Regions from separate parts of the Sus scrofa genome. Here region 1 is linked to region 2. A link is a contact called in public Hi-C data. All regions are on one chromosome and are shown on one strand. The core of a region is the stretch at or near the end of the contact, and the rest is flanking DNA. Distances in the headings are between cores, read along the strand shown. Region 1 overlaps TTC27 (tetratricopeptide repeat protein 27). Region 2 holds the start of LTBP1 (latent-transforming growth factor beta-binding protein 1).

Region 1 (2,929 bases), core at 39-2,538, 130 kb before region 2:
GATTTACAGTGTTGTGAAGCTATTCTGCAGAAACCTTGGGAAGGAAGCCAATTTGAGTAGTAAGCTCATAATTTAAGGAAGAAAAGTGTAACAAACAAAGGGCATCTTGCAGAGGTGCTTTAAATACCCTTGTAAAAAATAACTTTGTAAAAGTAATCCATGCCCATTGTCCAGTGGTGCTTAATCCTCAGAGGAGCATGCTGTTTAACCTCTTTTTGTTGTTGTTGTTGTTTTTTTGGCCACCCTGAGGCGTATGGAGTTCCCGGGCCAGGGATCAGATCCGAGCCGCAGTTGCGACCCAAACTGCAACTGTGGCAACACTGGATCCTTTACCCACTGTGCTGGGCATTGAACCTGCCTTCCAGTGCTCCCAAGACACTGCCAATCCTGTTGTGCCCCAGCAGGAACTCCTTAACTTCTGTTTTAATTATTGAGGTTTACTAAGTATTGTAGTCACTTTCTTCATCACATGGATTGCACAACAGGAACCAGGAACCATTGTGTGGCTTTAGGCAAATCACTTCTTATTAGGCCTTTTTCCTCTCAGCTTCTTTTCAGTGATTTCTAAGGCCTCTGGTTGAATTGATTTCCTCCTAGTTGGTCAAACTTGCTGTTCTATTTGCATCATCAGTATATTTGTTTTACCGCTAGATGGCACCAATGTACCTTTGAACCCTGTCACCTCTGAGTTTTAAAAATCTGGGGTCTGAAGGGGCCCTGGAAGTTTTGCTTAATCCACTGTCAGTTAAATGACTGGGCAACTGAGACTCAGGTTAAGTGACATGACCAAGGTCATATGGTTCCTCAGAACCTCTTGAATCCAGTCTTTCCCTCTCTTCCACTGTTTCTCTAGGGAGCTTTGTGAGGGTAATTTAATGAGAGATCATGTTCTCAACTATCCCAGCTTTTGATAATAGTTTTAAAATAACTTAAAACTATTCTTTAAGTACATGTATCATCACATGCATTTCCGTATTGGCTCCTTTAGAGGAAAAAGCTTAGACTACCGCCTTCTAAAGATCACTGCCCTGCCTATAGCCAGCCTGCCTTCACAGTTTGCCCTGGAAATAAGCTGCACAGAAATCTCAACCAGAGCCCCTCTGTCAGATGATTACCTTTCTCCATTCTTGCCCAGTGCCTTGGTAAGAGGTTTGCCTTTCAGCTCTTTCCTCCAGCTAAGCGTGGGCATCCACTCTTCTGCTTTGTCTTTGTCCACTTGCCTAATCAGGAGAGGTGCGTGGGAGGAGGGAGGAGTAGCTAACGCCCAGCTTCTTTAAAAAATCAATCTCCCAGGTTTTCCCATGTGTACTAGAGTCTTGCCTGCCCCTCACCCGCCCCCCACCAGTCTCTCTCCTGACTTGGCCATGAGTCATGGCTATGTGTGGGCAGAAGGTAAGCGGGAGGCAGCGTGGGCCTTTGGAGAGATGGGCTCTGGAGTCCCACTGACCAGGCCTCCAATCCCTTTTCTATCCCTGACTGACTCTGTGGTCATGGTCACATCTTGAATGAGGGTAATATTTACTACCTTGCAAGGCTGTTGTGGGGAGTGGATGAGGTGATGTGTGAAAACTCAGGCTATCAGCGCTTGGCACGCATAATACATGCTCACTAAGGGCTAATTATTCTGGCTGCTGTCATATGAAGAGGAACAAGAGGGACTATAGTATATGAATGTTGGAGCCCATGGGAAGCTCTCTACTAGAGGAGCTAGTTTTTTTAATGGAGAAAAAAAGGGAGACATGTCGATAGGCCAGGATCTATGCCAGTGCCTTGGAGAAATAGTGTAGAACCATGCTGCCCAGTACGGGAGCCACATGCAGTTAAGCACTTAAAATGTGGCTGGTCAAATTGAGATGTGCAGTAACTGTAGAACACATCAGGTTTCAAAGACTCTGCGTGAGAAAAATGATTATAAAATATCTCCAGGAGTATCCTCATAGTACGGTGGGTTAAGGATATGGCATTGTACTGCAGTAGCTCAGGTCACTGCTGTGGTGCGTGTTTGATCCCTGGCCTGGGAACTTCCACATGCCGTGGGTGTGAACAAAAAAAAAAAAAAAAAAAAAAAAAATCTCCATAATTTTGTATGTTGATAACACGTTGAAATGATAATATTTGGGATTTGTAGAGTTTTAAAAAATGTTATTAAAATTAATTTTGCCGATTTCATTTTACTTTTTTTTTTTTGGTCTGAACCTATGGCATATGGAAGTTCCCAGGCCAGGGATAGAATGTGAGCCTCAGCTGTGATCTACTGCACTCAGAGATGTCACCAGAAAACTCTTGCTGCCTCAGAGACAATGCCAGATCTTAACCTGCTACACCACAGTGGGAACTCCCTCATTTTAATTTTATTTTTTTTTTTTTTTTTAGGGCCTCACCTGTGGCATATGGAAGTTTCTGGTCTGGGGCTTGAATCGGAGCTGCAGCTACTGGCCTACACCACATTGCAACCAATACCACAGCTTGGCAATGCTGGATCCTTAACCCACTGAGCGAGCCCAGGGATCAAACCTGCATGCTCATGGATATTAGTCTGGTTCGTTCATAACCTGCTGAGTCACAGTGGGAACTCCCTCTCATTTTACTTTTTTAATGTGGCCGCTAGAAAATGTAATGAGGCTTACATTATATTTCTGTCTGATAGCATTGCACTGGAAGATAAAGACCTTCGCTATTCAACCATATACAGTGTTAATTTGAGGAATTGCGAGGGTTTTTTTTTTTCACACTTCTGATTTCCTTTTTGTTTTGTGATGTCCTATTCTTACGAGCATAACCATACTAAATCCAGATGCCAGTCAGGGTAATATAGGTTAAGTAACAGTTCAAAATGAAAAAAGTAAAATATTCTCCTTAGTCCCCCAAATTCTGAGGACCTCAATTGAGACACACGGTATGAATGCATTATTGATGGTTTAGTGTGTCA
Region 2 (3,038 bases), core at 297-2,796:
TCAGGCAGATGGACTGAGGTCCTCTCCTGCCAAATCAAATACTGGAGGTCTTTCTCCAATGTACAGAAAAAATAGAATAAGGGATTAAGTTTCCTCAACTTTATTTTCCATCAATTCTTAAAACCATTGTCATTTGTTATCAACTATCTACTAGCCAGGATAAGGCACAAATAAATATGAATATGAACAACAAAGCCTTGGAAACAGACCACCATTCTTAGTTAAATGGATTAAAAAAAAAACAAAAACTGTTCTGACCACGGGTTTTCTATGGCATGCATGTAATGAAACTGTGCATTCTGTTGGAACCATTGTTTTTAATTTAAATGCTAAAAGTAAGTATTATTATTTCATGGTCTTTCCCCCCTCCTCGCAAAAAAAAAAACAAAAAACATCGTGATCCCAGGGACTCTCCCTTGGGACATCATAATCCTATTAATGTGTTTTGGGTCATTTCCAGTGAGTTGCCTTTCCTTTCGGATAAGGGTCTAAGGAACTGATTTTGCTTTAAAAAAATACTAAGAATGGCTTGATGTTGTCATGGATCCTAAATCCTGTATTCCTGTCCTAGAGGTCTCCTCACCAAGAGCAGGGCTGCTCCTGGGGGCGAGTCTTACTGCGGGTTTTCCCCGTCTACGCGGGCGCCCCCTGCTGCCCGTCCTGGTACATGCCCAGCGAGGAATAGGGTACCAGAAGTTGCAGACCCGAAACATTCAGGCGGAGTTTATAGTCCCAAAGAGAACCACCTAAACATTTTCCGATGGACATCACTGCACACTCTGAGCAGTCCTTTCTGGGGCCTGATCTGGTATTTTAATCCAATACCCGCAGAAAGTATCTGAGCAAACATGGCTAAGAAAATGACTGGAAATGCCTTTCAAACAGTCTCAAACGAGTTCAGCCGGGCTTCTAGCAGGAAAGTTCCGTTCAGTGAGTTTGCTGAGTTCTTTGTCCTTTTCTGGGACACAGGACCAGGGAGCGGGGACCTCTGCCTTGCCGACCCGCAGTAACAATCTATGTGGATGTGGAGGGTGGCGGCGCGTTCTCGGGCTCATCTCACGCTTTCCCCAATTAGGATTTACTGCCTGACGTCACGTCTGCCGGAGATTGGCTGTTCAGATCTGACACTCGGTTCCACTGCGAGAGAAACTTTTTAAAGACTCTGCAGCCTGGGCTGCAGCTGAGCGTCCCGCGCGCTCACACCCGCCCTCGCCCACTCTCGGCGGGCCGCGGGCGGGGCACCCCCTACGCCCCCCGGCGCGGCGAGTGGACCTTCACCTAGCAAAGCCCGCGCCCCTCGCCCCTCCCCTCCCGGGCCTCGCGCTCCCCACCCCCACCCCGCCCCCTCCTCCCCGCTGCTTTCGGCTGGGGTCTGGGGCAGCTCAGCCGCCCTCAGAACTTCCTCCCCTGCAACCGAGTTTTCCTCCTCCCCACTTTTCCCCGGCTCCCGGCAGTTTACCGAGGAGCCTAAGCGCGCGCAGGCGGCCGCACCGGGCGAGCCGCACGGCCGGGGGCGGGGGCCGGAGGCGCCGGCTGTGGCCCGCGATGGCGGGGGCCTGGCTCAGGTGGGGGCTCCTGCTCTGGGCAGGGCTGCTCGCGTCGTCCGCGCACGGCCGGGTGCGGAGGATCACCTACGTGGTGCGCCCGGGCCCCGGCCTGGCGGCGGGCGCCTTGCCCCTGGGCGGGCCGGCGCGCCCGCGGACCTTCAACGTCGCACTCAACGCCAGGTACAGCCGCAGCTCGGGGGGCGCCGGGGCCCCCTCGGAGCGGACGCGGCGCACCAGCCCGACCGGCGGCGCGGCCCTGCAGGGGCTCCGGCTGCCACCGCCACCGCCGGAGTCCGCCCGTCCCGGGGGCCCCGGCGGGCAGCTCCACCCCAAGCCCGGCGGTCACCCGGCGGCCGCCCCGATCGCCAAACAAGGCAGGCAAGCGGTGCGCTCCAAAGTGCCGCAGGAGACCCAGAGTGGTGGGGCCTCGAGGCTGCAGGTTCAGCAGAAGCAGCAGCTGCAGGGGTAAGCCCACACCCTCCCTCCTTCCTCGCACGCGCGCTCTGCCCGCGCTGGGACACGCGGGGTCGCGGGCGTCGTGCGCGGTGGGTCCTGCCTTCTCTTCCCGGTTCGCGTCTGCCTGCCTTACTTGGAGCGCGGCGGGTAGAGCCGAGTGCGGGGAAGCCGCGGAACTCTGAGAATAAACTTCGATCGCATTGTTACTGAACTGTGGGTAAACACAAAAGGCATTTCTGCCTGGGGCGTAACCTCCTGTGCACGAACCAAATTACTCCTAGAAGATGGGCGTAAACATGAGGTCACTACAGCTTAATCCCTCAGCATCAATTAAACTTTGCAACTTCAGTTTAACTTTTTTCTAGTTGATGCAAAAAAAACGTTTGGACGAGGCCTGATTGTCAAGATCCAACTCCTGTTATATGACCTAGAATTTTCAGCATCCTACTCATTGTGGGCTTGGCTACCCTGCACCTGTGGGGTCTGCTTTCCTGGGGCCGGGTGCCTTAGCATTGACGGGAGTTTCACTTGGATCGTTTCTGTTATTGGTCTTTTAAAACAGCCTCCTTGCTCCGCCCCCCGCCCCCCCCCCCATTAATCACAGGTTGAGGATGTGAAGGAAAACTTGTTTTGCTTATTGTTTTTTTTTTGTTGTTGTTTTGTTTTTTCTTCGGGAGTGGTTCCAGGCATTGTGATCTCACCCCTGTTTGGACGCTTCTCTTTGAAATTCAGATTCAATTTAAACTGTGGGCGCATATAATGTACAAAATACTCTTGGCTCTCCTGTACTTTTGGAGTTTGGAAAACAGTTTTTTGGACCCTGTTCTCCCCTCCTGTAGAGTTCTAGGTTATGCAGGTTTTGGTTCTCCCATCCTTCCTGGAGGCACTGTCCTTACCTTCCTACCTGGGCAGGTTTGGGTTGGGCATCTTAGGTATCTGCTAGGACTCTCTGGAAGCCAGAGGAATGTGGAAGCAGGAGACTGGGTTCTCTGAAAGAGAGTGTTGCTCTTGCTGAACTCAGGGGTCTTGCTTTGT

What was found. A called contact is a pair of places that touch in the nucleus more often than the background predicts.
Region 1: a Hi-C map of liver shows a contact between it and region 2, with 2.8 times the contacts expected there. A contact is called at or near these places in 2 of 5 promoter capture datasets (fetal liver and liver), 20 of 47 Hi-C or Micro-C datasets (alveolar macrophages, brain, embryonic fibroblasts and 12 more) and 1 of 2 datasets of targeted methods (skeletal muscle).

Annotation. Positions count from the first base shown.
Region 1 is chr3:106,856,825-106,859,753 of Sscrofa11.1, reverse strand. The region is part of intron 14 of TTC27 (tetratricopeptide repeat protein 27); the gene reads left to right. Among named protein-coding and RNA genes, the nearest start is that of LTBP1, 130 kb to the right of the region's middle.
Region 2 is chr3:106,723,046-106,726,083 of Sscrofa11.1, reverse strand. It overlaps LTBP1 (latent-transforming growth factor beta-binding protein 1), which reads left to right and starts at 1,546. Exons shown (of 36, transcript XM_021087653.1): 1 at 1,546-2,012. The coding sequence starts at 1,546. LOC110260038 (a long non-coding RNA gene) reads right to left here and starts at 2,588. Exons shown (of 2, transcript XR_002342794.1): 1 at 2,137-2,588; 2 at 85-1,137.